Linked DNA regions of Rattus norvegicus: region 1 is linked to region 2. A link is a contact called in public Hi-C data. All regions are on one chromosome and are shown on one strand. The core of a region is the stretch at or near the end of the contact, and the rest is flanking DNA. Distances in the headings are between cores, read along the strand shown.

Evidence for each region. A called contact is a pair of places that touch in the nucleus more often than the background predicts.
Region 1: a Hi-C map of liver shows a contact between it and region 2, with 4 times the contacts expected there. The contact joins the promoter of Sdhb here to the promoter of Rcc2 in region 2. A contact is called at or near these places in 1 of 12 Hi-C or Micro-C datasets (liver) and 1 of 1 datasets of contacts at active chromatin or transcription factors (oligodendrocytes).

The regions. Positions count from the first base shown.
Region 1 is chr5:158,542,574-158,549,242 of GRCr8, reverse strand. It overlaps Sdhb (succinate dehydrogenase complex iron sulfur subunit B), which reads right to left and starts at 1,309. Exons shown (of 8, transcript NM_001100539.1): 1 at 1,218-1,309. The coding sequence starts at 1,289.
Region 2 is chr5:158,273,280-158,279,838 of GRCr8, reverse strand. Rcc2 (regulator of chromosome condensation 2) reads right to left here and starts at 2,363. Exons shown (of 14, transcript NM_001427820.1): 1 at 2,223-2,363; 2 at 1,315-1,455; 3 at 548-835. The coding sequence starts at 826. LOC120103022 (a long non-coding RNA gene) reads left to right here and starts at 1,822. Exons shown (of 4, transcript XR_005505069.1): 1 at 1,822-1,958; 2 at 5,763-5,885.

The DNA.
Region 1 (6,669 bases), core at 60-2,559, 270 kb before region 2:
CACAGGTCCACACCTTTCATCTCAGCATTTACTCCCATGTGCTGAAGGAGGAGGATCTCTGAGTTCCAGGACAGCCAGGGTTGCATAAAGACACTGTCCAAAAAGCCAAAACCTAAGCAAAACAATAACACTGTCACAGGCTGGAGATTTGTCCTAGCAGTTTGGAAGGAGCAGAGTTCAGTTCTCTGCACTCGCATGGCGGCTGATAACCACCTGTAACTCCAGTTCCAGGAAATACGGCTCCCTCTTCTCCACAGGCACACGCATGGTGCCTATACATAACTCCTACGTACAAATGGAAACATCTAAACAAAACAAAACAAAACAAAAAACAACCCACAAAAGAACCTGCCCACGATCTACAGTTTACAAGAAAGGGGGGGGGGGCGCTCAGGTTTTAAGTCACTAAGAAAGTCTCTCTCGGAGTTCCTGTTGTCCACCTGTGAAGGACTGTCCAGGAGCCCAGAAGAGGACTGAATGGTATTTGTAAATCTTTAAGGAGAGGCAGTTTCTCTCGCCTTTCTAAGTGCTTCCACTGTGTACAGCTCCCGAGGATAGGGCGTGTGGGGAGACCTATGACAGAGCCACTACAGTAGTATTAACAAAAGCAGCTCCAGGCTCTGTCTGTCATCCCATGCCATCCGTATGAGATCAGTGCCGCTACACACCCTTGAATAAACACACTTCAGGGAACCGGGTCTTGCTTGCAAACTTCTACAGTCCGCATCTTTCAGGGGTTGGGTCGTTTTCTTCTATGTCTTCCTTTCCCTGCGGGTCAAGTGCATTGTCCTCCAGAGTTCAGCGGTCTCCGACATTACCGATGCAGAACAGCCTAATCTGGAGTTGCGACCTGGTCTCCCGGGACCCGTCCCAGACAACCCGCAGGCCTCCCTTTTACACAAGGTTGGTCGAGTGCAAATATCAGGATTTGATTCTGGGTTCCAACAACAGGTCGCCCATCATATGACCTTGACCAATTCGCTTGTCCTCCCTGACCTCTGCCTTTCCGTTATCTTTTCCAACCTCCTCCCGGCCGCGACTCTCCAGCTTGGGAGAAGCGCGGGTTGGCTATCTGAAAGGATGCTCAGGGGCAGGGAGCTGGTAAGTCCTCTCCTGAGGCCTGGACCCGGGCTCTTTCCGCTTCTCCGCGGACTCTCCACCCAGGCAGCCTCGGTGACCGGCACGGTTCCCCACTGAACTACGGCTCCGGGGCTCACCTGCAGGCCGACTCTGCCGAGAGCCGTAGCCGAAAAGCCGCGCTTCAAGGAGACCCCGACCACCGCCGCCATTTTGGCTCCTGACGTCAGCCCCACCCCTTACCCTCCGGCATCCCGTCGAACACCGCGGTGGGAAGCCGGCCTCTCCCCTTGAGGTCCGCTAGCAGCCTAAGAGCCAACGAGTGGAAGGCAGCTTCCGGTATCCCGAGTAAACGGACAGGAAGTGCGAGTGTGCCGTAGCGGCCAGTAGGGCGCATGCCCACTGGGCTTCCTATGTTCCTAAGGTGACCTCTGGAGTCGGAGCAGCGGGAAAGAGGGAAGGTAGCCTGGAGGGGTGGGGCAAAGGCCAGGAGGGGCGGGTCTTTCCTAGTTTGCTGAAGGCTGTGATTTTAATCCCTCTCTACTTGCAGTCGTGTCTGTCAATCACCTGTGACTCTTGTCTGATCAGTTTTGTGCTAGAGGACCCGTCAGTCCCTCTCTGAGCGAGACAGTTGGCGAGCGATTGAGGCGGTCACAAAAATGAATGTCAAAGGTGTCGCTCATTCATTTATTCATAAATATGTACGTAAGTTGCATGCCTGGAATCCCAGAAATTGGCATGTGGAGGCAGTAGGAGAATCAAGCTCATCCTTGGCTACTTAGTGAGGTGGAGGCTATCTGGGATACTTGAGGCTCTGTCTTAAAACACACAAAAACAAAACCAAAGCAATCAAAAAGGGCACCTGCTGTGTGGCTGGCGCCAGGCTCTGGGGTGCTGTGGTAAGTGAGTTAATGGCTCACATAATTCCTTTCTAACCTTGAGGAAGATGACAATAGGACAGAGGAGTAATGCAGCTTAGGCTGGACACCAAGGAGACAGAGGCTGTCCACTGTCTTGAACTTCAGATCTTCCCGTAGGTAAAGAACTGCCGAGAGCTGGGATTATAGCTGTGTGTCACCACGCCTGGTAGTACGTGCTGGACAACAAGCACTCTACCAACCCAGCTGTGTCCTCAGATTTTGCTTTGTCAGTTTTCTTAGTCACCTGAGCTGCTTAAAGAAGAAAAAAGGGGTTGGGGATTTAGCTCAGTGGTAGAGCGCTTGCCTAGGAAGCACAAGGCCCTGGGTTTGGTCCCCAGCTCCGAAAAAAAGAACCAAAAAAAAAAAAAAAAAAAAAAAAAGAAAAAAAAAGAAGAAGAAAAAAAGTCTTGTTCATTATATGAATATACTGTAGCTGCCTTCAGACACATCAGAACAGGGCCTGTTATAGATGGTTATGAGACACCATGTTGTTGCTGGGAACTGAACTCAGGACCTCTGGAAGAACAGTCAGTTCTCTTAACCAATGAGCCATCTCTCCAGTCCACCTGAGCTGCTTTTTTCTGGCACTTTTAATGGGTTCTCTCAGAGCCCTTCTGACTGGGGATTTGACCACTTTGGGCAGGTGTGATCTTGCTATCCCAAGTCACTTGATCTCTTGAGGTACCCAGTGACTTTGCTGGTCCCAATTACCAGAGGAATGAGTTTATTACTTTCCGCTCACCTTTGGCAGAGGGAGGGCACTGTTTATAGTCTTGGGTTTCCTCACTCCCATCATTTAGAAGCCACTGGAGAAATTACCATGACAGGAGGAATGGTTAGATGAGGCCAAGTTTCTGAGAACTCACCCTGATTCTGATTTCCCTGCCAGGTGGCCTCATTAAAAAGGGTGTGGGGAGTCCTGAACCCTTGGGGTTACCTAGATTGCTCCCCTCAAGGCCATGTGACCTTTGACAACTCTTTCATCACTTCTGACTTATGGTGTCCTTGCCTGAATCAGTAGGAGTTGTGCCAGCTGATTATGATTAGCATGGTTGTCTTGTGCAACAGATGGCAAGGTTACCTTGGCTTCTTAGGGGGCCTGGCTCAGGGCTGGGATAGTTTCTTCTAGGCTACCCAAGGGACCATTGGGGCCACCCAAGTGGGCCAAGGTTGTAGGAAGACTGTCATTTCTTTGTAACTCCTCCAGGCAGTATTTCTAGAGAACTGGTCTCTTTAGCCATTTTTTTAGCCACCATGTCAAAGGCAGACACCACCCCTACGCGAATGGCCACCCTTTTTTTTCCAGGTCACCTTGGAAAAAGCAGTCAGCAGCCAGCAAAAGTGAGACTTTGATTTACAGAGGGGCTCCTGGTGCCAGTAGGCCCACACACCCTGCCGTCACATCATTCCTGGGCTTCATGGGGATTTGGGAAGCTCAACGTTATGGAAGGATAATAAATTCCTGGGCTGCTCTACCTCCGCCCTAAGCTTTGGGGTGCCAGAAAGGCACAGAGGCCATAGGATTTAAAGGTCTGCATGGCCTCTTCTGGACTTAGATTGCCAAGGTGTCCGTGCCGTGAGACCGCAGGGTTGGGGTTGGTTTGTTGCCATCTGTGTAGACAGTGATCTATTGCTTTCATCAGACATGCCACTGGGCGCCCTGCGTTTATGGAGAGCCTCACCTCATCGTCCACAAATGTGTTGGCATCAACAGTCTCCCCTGGTCCTCCCAACAACCCTGATGGGTCGGAATAACTGTCCCCACTTGCAGACAGTCTTTGAGAACTGGGAAATCTGGGCAACCAGGGTGGGAATCCTGCTCGAGGAACTTTCTACTCCCCCAGGCCTAGGCACAGAGTCTGGGAGCAAAGACCAATACCAAGCTGGGCCCGACAGCTCAGATTGCCTTGGAAATACCCAACAGAGTTGTTAGTTACAGCGCAACCTCTGCGGTATAGTGAGAACCCCTCTCCCAGTCCTCCAAAGAGAAAACGGGGGGCCAAGAGGCGGTGGTGGCAGCACACTTTCAATCCCAGAACTTGGGAGGCAGAGGCAGGTGGATCTCAGATTTGAGGCTAGCCTGGTCTAAAGAGTGAGTTCCAGGGCAGCTAGGGTTATACAGAGAAACTCAGTCTTGAAAAGCCAAAAAAAAGTGTGTGTGTGTGTGTGTGTGTGTGTGTGTGTGTGTGTGTGATCCCAGATACAGATATATTCTCTCTCTCTCTCTCCCCACCTCTCTCTAAGGTTCTAATTCCCCTTGGAAGTAGAGCAGGCTTGTCCCACCAGCAGCCTGAGATGTTCATATTTCTACTCCTACCACCACCACTACCATCCATCAAAGTCCATGGCCACTCTAGCCTCCACTTAAATCTGTCCATCTTCTTCTCTGTCCACCCTCTTCTCTGTCCACCCCTCTTCTCTGTGCAGTTCCATAACTTGGACCTGCAATGTCCTAGCTTCCTATACCTATTTATCTATTGACAAGGGCTCTTCATGTAGCCCAGGCTGGCCCAGAATTCTTAATCCTCCCACGTGCTGGGGTTGTAGGTGTGGGCCACCTACCCGCTTTTTCCTCCTCTACAGCCCTTTGCAAAAATTCAGATCCAACTTTCTCCCTTTCTAGAAAACAACCACTCTCAACAAAATATCCTCTGCTCGGGTCATCAGTACAACTTAGACTTGGTTTGAGGATATCCTGCTTTCCTGTCTTTAGGCCCAACTGGGGACATTTCAATAGAGCGGGGCATCCTCACTGAATTTATTGTTGTCTGCAAATCTGTTTTGAATTCATTCTTTCTATCTGTTTGGTTTTGTTGGGGGTGGGGGTGGTTTTCTGAATTCTTCACAGCTGTGTTGATTGCAGGGAACTTCTGGGCCAAGGTGAAGATTTGTCTCTTGTTCAGGGTCATATCCAGAGCCTGCTCAGGGGCCTGCAGCACAGCAGGTGGCTAAGAAACACTCAGCAGGCGAACAAAGTGCCTGGCTTAGGATGCAGCACACAGTAGGTACACAGTCAGGTGGGTCAGCCGGATGGAGGGATGGGGAGTAAGGAAGGTGAGCTGGTTTCTTGTCGCAGCGAGAGGAGAGATTGGGGGGGGGGGTTTGGAGCCGTGTAGAGACTCAGGCGGGCACCGTGGTGACTACTCGAGGACCAGGACAAAGAGTGTTTTTAAAGCTCATATCGAAGGGGCTGGAGAGACCACTCAGCAGTTCCCAGCACTTACCTGGTGGCTCACAACAATCTATAATTCCAAGTCTAGGGGGCCTGATGCCTCCTCCTGATCTCCCAGGGAAGCAGGCACACATGCAGGACATATATATATATATATATATATATATATATATATATATATATATATATATGCACAACATTCACACAGGAGAGTAAAGTAAATCTAAAAAATATTCACAAAAAGATCATAAAATAGGAATGTTTTGAGTAACCATTCTCTACTAGTGCTAGGAACTGAACAGAGGCATGTGTGCCTCGCTGGTGATCTGCCAGTGAGCCACATCCCCAAGCCTGTCCCTTTCCGTTTTAGCCCCATCAGCCCTTGTTGGCTTCCCTGGAGTCAGCATGAAAGACTTTCATGGTATATCAGGGCATCGGGTGATTCTTCAGGAAACAGAATAGAGAGACAGGGATAGAGAAAAAGCAAGGCAAGTCAGTGTGATCAGCCAACCAGCATCCAAACGTCCACGGGCTCAGTGTATCCTCCATAAAGCAAGTACCGTTGCATAGGCTGGGCCGGAGTCCCCCCTCCCCCCCCTGCCCGGGAGCCTCCCCTCTGGCTACTGCAGGCGTTGCCCCTTCTGTATAGCTCAATCATCCAAGCATGGCTGTGGCTTCCAAGTTTGACAAGAGGCAGACTTCTCCAGGAACATCTCCACTCTCTGGCTGGGGTATTTACTTCTAGGGTACACTTGTTCCGTATCACGAGACGCTAGAGAGACACCGGGGTAAAAGCTGGCAATTCCAGAATCAGAGCTGACACAGTTGGCAGAGCAGATGTCAGCCTCTCCACCTCCTGTCCCCTTCCCTTCCCTACTTTGCCTGGTTCTCGGAGAAGCCCTTTCCCAACTCCTAGGTCATTGAATGACATCCTCCTGACATCCCCCGTCAAGTTCATGCTGTTAATGCTGTATCTGCTGACAGCATCCACCCTTGAAGACTTTCTTGGAAGTTGGGGTGAAAGGAACCCTTTGGCTGCATTTATTCCATAGTCACTACAGCAAACCGACTAGGTGGGAATTATGGGTTTTCATTTGCTGTTGAAGCCACAGAGGGTCAAGTACTTAAAACCCTGGTCCCACAGCTGGATGGACTCTGGGCTCTGTGACTGAAAGTGCTGGCTGCAGTTACTTGCCCCTACCTCCAGGCGGCGCTCCCGGCTCGCAGCGCTGCCCAGCCCTCTCTAACAGCTGTCGCCAGTTCGCCCTTAGAAAAGGCTTATCTAAACCCCTTTCTTTCATCCTGTACAAACCCCACCATATAATTAGACCTCTCAAAATATGCTCTCTGAGTGGGAGTGAGGCAACGGGGCCACAAGGCTTCTCCCATTTCATGAACAGTCGCTTTGGAATTAACTCCTGGAGTAGAGTCACGAGCCATCCCTGCTCCAGCTGGACCAGCGTCTCACACGCTTAGGTCAGCTCAGCTGCTAGGACTTAG
Region 2 (6,559 bases), core at 1,114-3,613:
GGCCCAGACCGGAGCCTATAGGAGAACCGACCCCACCGGCCCCACGCCGCGGGCACCGGAGGCAGACAAAGCCCAGTGCCGCTCAGCAGGGGGTCGCGGGTGGGAGGAGGAGAGCCCCCGGGCGGGGAGGGCCTCCGAGGAGCATGCGCGCTCACACCCGCGCCGCGCGGCCCCCACCATGCCCCGCGCGCACCGGCCGGCCGACCGCGCAGGGCACACACGGAGCATGCGCGCAGCGCGCCAGGCCCCGCCCCCCCGGGGCGCCCGAGCCGCAGCGGCGGGAACCTCAAAGCCCCGGCGCGAGCCGGCTGCTCCCCGTGGACTGCCCTCCCCCCCGGAGGAGGAAGAGACGTGGGGGGGAGGAGGGGGACGGACGCACAGGGAAGGGAGGGACTGACAGCCCCCGCGAGGCCGCGCACACCCGGTCCCCCCCGGCCCGGGACCAGCTCCCCGGAGTTCCCCGCGCGCCGTGGGGGAGGGGCGGGGCGTGACCCCACGGCGCCCCTCCCCCCCAACCGCCAACCGCCCGCGCCCCCGCCCCACTCACGACGCGCTCCTTCGTGTGCTCAGGCTCCGTGATAATCGCGGCCGCGCCGGACGCCTTGCCCGCTGTCGCCGGCCTGGCTGTGCGCTTGCCGCCGCCGGGGGCCCCGTCCAGCTCCGGGCCGTCCTCGTCGCCGCTGCTGCCGCCGCCGCTGCTACTGCTGCAGCGCTCCGGCCGCTCGCGCTTCCTGCCCGCGGGGCCGCCGCGCCGCCGGGGCCCCGCGCGTGCCGTGCCGTTGCCCGAACTCGGCTCCTCCCAAGCCGCCCCCTTCTTCCTGGGCATGGTCGCGGGCTGCGGAGACACGGGCGCACAATGCACGGGCTGGCTGCGGGGCGGGGGAGGGGAGCGCAGCGCGGCGTGGGCCGCCCCACCTGCTGCTCCCTCGCCCCTCCCCACGCCGCGCGCCACGCGGGGTCCCCCCCCCGTACCCCGGCCGGGCCCCAAGCACCTGCGAGCACGCGCGAAAAGAGGAACTTTGGTGGGGCCCCAGCCCGGCCCCCGCGGCCCCGCACTCGCCCCGTCTGCTTTTTTTTTTTTTTATTGATTTTGAACAATGGGATCTCTGTCTGTCTCCGATTAAACCACGTGGATCCGCCTTCCTTCCCCTTCTTATTCATTCCGTTCCCCAACCCCCCCTTCCCCAGCGTTTTTTTTTTTAAACCTTTCTCGGGGGGGAGGGGGAAAGGAGAGGAGAGAAAAAAAAAAAAAGAGGAAAAAAAAAAACTTTCCCAGACCCTGCAAACTGGTCCCAGACGGTTTCCAGCCCCTACCTGGTTGGAGTGATGAGAAACGAGGAGGGGAGCGACTGAAAGACGGGGGTCGAGGGCTTCTTCTCTCCCCGGCCCGGACGAGGGCTCCAGCCCACTCACCAGATACACTTAAAATGTAAATACGAGCTTCCAGAACAAATGCTACAACACAAAACAGAAACACATGTGCGGCCGGGCGGCAAGCGAGCGCGCGCGCGGCGGGCGGCTAGGGGCTCCGGGCGCGCGCGCCCCCTACCGGCCGGAGGTCCCCACGGCCGGGCCGCCCACCCGAGCCTGCGTCCCGGACGCCCGGCGCCACGCCGCAGGCCCCGCTCGGCCCCGCCGCTGCGCGCTCCGCACGCACGCCCTTCCACGCAGCGGGGCCTGCGCGTCACGAGGCGTCTTCGGGGCTCGGAAGAGTGTCAGATTCTCTTGTTTTTCCCTCTGAGCGTCTAGACAGGTCACCTGAGGACACTCGCTGGAAAATAGTTGCTTTGCTCACGCAGCAGCCAACGAGGGACGTGCCCTCGTTGAGCGATCGGAATGAAAGATGAATACAATTTGAGTAACTTTCTCCTAGGCAGACGCAGGGTAGATTTGATTCGTCGTGGATGTGTCCAGAGTGTGCAGCAGGGTGCTGTTACAAATGGTCAAGTTACATAAAGGTTTGGTGTACTATGAAATTAGTAATTAGCTGGGGGGGGGGCATACTATGAAATTAGTAATTAGCATAGGTGGACTTGAAAGTACTTGTGATGGGAATTCCTTATTTCATTTTTAAAACGTTTTTACCGCGCCCCCAGTACAAGCGAGACTGGATGCAGAGGTGCTAGACGCTTAGAATACAGACCTGGAGAATAGGATCTCTGCCCAACTGGAAGGCGGAGTAAGAGGAAAGATTAAGAAATTACTGAAAGCGTGGTACTTACCCGGTACCAGGACCAAGGAAGGCGTTCCCTGGGCGAGCTGAGTTAAGAAATTTAAAGAATCCGACCTGCCAGAAGTGAGGGAGAAAACAGTTCCCCAATCCCATGGAATAGTGCAGGGTCTAGGGACCCGGGAAGAGAAGTGGCCAGAGGTGCTGGGGTCAAGGCTGAGGAGGGGCCAGCTCACGGGACCGGACAAGCCACGTGCAGGAACCAATTGGAGAAAGATCGGCTGGTACTAGGGGGAAGGTTTGAATCTCAGTATAACTTTTTCTTCTACCAAATGTTTCTTCTTCCTTTTTCTTTGGGGTTTTGTTTCGGTCTGGTGTAGCCCAGGCTGGCCTAAAAAACTGACCCGTGTAACCCAGGCTGGCATTGAACCCGATCCTCCTGCTTCTACCTCTCAAGTGCCCGAGTTAACACCGAAAGTTTCTTTTTCCGGCAACTTCTTTGGTGGACTAGAGAGTTCTAGGGTCTTTGCAGTTCGTTTCTTTATTACATCGAGAAGCGGGAGGGCGGCGGGGGTGGGGTGGGGGCGCAGGACCAAACGTTTGAAGGCAGGCGGAGAGTCCAAGAGAACCAAATCTAAGTTATTTGATCAAAGTCACGAGCCTGTGTGGAAGCACTTATGTAAAACAACTCAAAATGAAAACCAATTGGTGCGTTTCAGAGATATTAGAAGTTCCCTCTTAATAGACCTGGCAATTCGAAAAGATTGAAGAGATTAAACCGTGATGCTTTGTTACAAAACACTAGAACCAACCAGAAAAGAATTCTGCCTAAGTGTGCCGTCAGGTCTTGGTTTCAGGAAATGGCACGCCAGAGCTTGTCCTGGGGGTGGTGGCTGGTTGGGCGTTTATCCTCCCGACAACACCCTGTGTGGCCAATTAGAAACGCCGAGGGTGCCTTTAAAAGGCTTTTAGGCAGCGAGTCTCTCTCTCTCTTTCTCCTGCCCCATTATACTGCTTTCTGCCGGCGTAAAAGGCACATGCGTCAGAACCGCTGATGCAACCCGACGCTAATATCACGTTGCATCATCTGACCCAAGGTGTGGTGCTTCCAAAACTGGTTTTTCCTGAGGCTGTGCTGAGGAAGAAGAGCACTCGGGGGGGATAACACCCACTAACCAGCCCCCTTCGTCGGAAGAAAAGTGTTTTCTTCCTCTGCACGCCTCGGTGCCACTATTTCAGACCTAGGGAAAGTCCGAGTGATGCCCCTGGGTTGAGATGGGGGTGCTGGCGCACACACTCATCAGCGAGGCATGTCGGCTGCTGCTCACCTTATGTAACTAACCAGTGTGACAGAGTGAGGTGCACCTACCCGGCCAAGCAGGAGTGCTCCCTCCAACCTACACTTGCGCTTGGAATTTTTACTTCATTTTAGTTGAGCAACTGCTCGGGATAGAAGAGGAGATGAGAGCAAATTCTATGTGGGCACAATTGCCCGGCTTCCATTTGTAGGTGGAAATACAGGCGATCTTACTGTTAGTCTCTGCTGCTCCTTAATAAGGTTAAATTGGGGGGGGGGGTAGCCAGGGCCCCTCCCAGAGAGTGGACCACAGAAAGCTCCCATCGTAGTCCAAGGGGTCTGTGGTCTCATGTATATATACAATGTCACCCTCACGGAGAAAAATGCAATCCTTAGGTTTTGTTTTTAGATAGGGGCTCGTGTATTACAGGCTGGCTTTGAACTCATATTTAACCAAGGATGACCTTGAGCTTTTGATTCACCAGTCTTGACCTCTGGAGTACGGAGATCGCAGATATGCACCGTATATAAGACGCTGGGAATCAAATCTGGAGCTTTTACACACCAGGCAAACATTATCCACCACCGATGCACACCCCTTGCTCCAGAGATGAATCCTCAAACAAACAAACAAACACAAAAAGCCAGAACAGACCTCATGAATAATTGTATTATATTAATGTGGACACAGTGGTATGAAGTGCTGTGGTCCCAGTTACTTGGAGGTCATACGTTTGAACGGAGCTTGGACAGCATACAGAGAGCTCATATAAGAAGCAAATAGAGTTGGGGAATCCTCAGGAAAGCACTTGGCCTGCCTGGCTTGTGAGAGGCTCTGGGTTCAACCCCAAGCACACCCCAAAGTAAAGAATAAACCCAGTCCAGTGGCACACGCCTGTAATCCTACCACTCAGCCGGCTAAGACAAGATTGCAGAGCTGAAGACCAGCCTGGGCTACATAGTGGACCTCAGACCAGCCCGGTATTTATACCCTTAAGAGCAAACCAAACAACATAGGGGCTGGAGAGATGGCTCAGCAGTTAAGCCCGCTTACTGCTCTTGCAGAGGGCCAGACTCTGGTTTCCAACACTCCACTCTTAGCAGCTCACCACTGCCTGTAACTCTTAGCTCCAGGCCATTCAATACTGCCACTTGCGTGCACGCACACTCAAACACATGTTTAAAATGCATTTACTTATTTGTTTGGTTATTCTTTTTTTCGGAGCTGGGGACCGAACCCAGGGCCTCGCGTTTGCTAGGCAAGCGCTCTACCACTGAGCTAAATCCCCAACCCCTTGGTTATTTATTTTGTTGATGTTCTCCATGGTTCATGCCAGAAGAGGATATCAGATCCTGTTATAGATGGTTGTGAGCCACCATGTGGTTGCTGAGAATTGAACTCAGGACCTCTGGAAGAGCGGTCAGTGCTCTTAATCGCTGAGCCATCTCCCTTAAACATACATTTAAAAACTAAAAATCAATCTGTAAAACTAACACAGGCTAAGACAGGGCAGGTAAGGTGGCTCAACAGGGAAAGGTTTTGCCACTCAGCAGTGCGCGCATGCTGACCAGCCGTTGGAACACGTCTGCAAGCCATGGCGTCTGTACACACAAGCATGGTGTACCCACCACACTAATAACAAACTTTCTTTGCTTGTGTTTCAGACAGGGTTTCTCTGTGTAGCCCTGGCTGTTCTGGAACTCGCTCGGCCGACCGTCCTGGGTTTGAGACCTAACACTGCCTTTGCAAGCACGGCTGGAAAGGCCGTTGGTTAATCTGTAGCCAACAGTTTGGCTTCCTGTCTGGTTTCCTCCATCTGTAAAATGGCAACATGGATCTGGGGTTCCTTCTGAATTTAACATTTCTGTACACCCAGATCTGTGGGAAGTAGCATCCCTGTCCTAAGAGTCAAGAGATAAAGATTCTGTCCTAGGGACTGGAAAGATGCTCGTTAGTTAAGATCACTGACTGATCTTTTAGAAGACCTGGGTTCAATTCCCAGCACCCACACAATGGCTCACAGTTATCTATAACTCCAGTCCCAGGGGATCCAGTACTCTCTTCTGGCCTCCTTGGGCACCAGAAATGCACGCCACATGGTGCACAGACATACATGCAGGCAAAGCACCCATACCCATAAAAATAATTTAATTAAAAAAAACTGTTCTATTTCTGACAGTGAGTCATGGAATTCTAGAATCCAAAAGGTCTTTAAATGTTACAGTTGGACCTCTGAGTCCCCAGCCTGGCAGTCATCCTGGGCTCAGCCTGTGGTTTCTCTCGCCCTTATCTAGGGAGCAGCCAGGGCAGCTGGCGTGCAGGAAGCCGTCTACATTTGCTTGCTGACCTAAATAATACCCAGGAGAAGAGTCCAAGCCCAGAAGCCCTTCAATGTCTTAGGGCTGCACAGCTGACTGGTAAGCAGAATGGAGCCTCTCAGTCCAGGGCAGGAAGTGGTGATGTGGTCCTGGGACCAGCGTCAGCATCCCTTGGGAGTTTCTTAGAAACTAACTTACTAAAACAGAAACTGCAGGCAGTGGGAGGGATGGCACAGAAGTGAAAAGCATGCCTGTCTCTTCCTCTACCCACATGGTGGCTGCCCCATGCACGTGGTGCCCATACATACAAGGAGACAAAATATTCCCCTACACCACACATGCGCACACACACACACCCATACACACACACATGTATGTAAATTAAAGTTAGTAAATATTTGAAAAATAAAAGCAAACAGAAATTTTTTGTTTGCTTTTTTTGCCTTTTTTGGTTTTTTTGCATTTTAAAAAATATTTATTTATTTACTTATTTATTTATTTTGATATGGTCTCACTATGCAGCCCTGGCTGACTGGAACTCACTTTGTAAATCATGTCGGTTTTGAACTCAGAGATCTGCCTGCCTCTGCCTCCCAAATGCTAGGATTAAAGGTGTGTGCTACCGTACCTGGCTGATCTTTTTTTTAAATATTTATTTATTTATTATATATGAGTACACTGTTACTGTCTTCAGATACACCAGAGAGGGCATCAGATCCCATTAAGATGGTTGTGAGCCACCATGTGGTTCTGGGATTTGAACTCAAGACCTC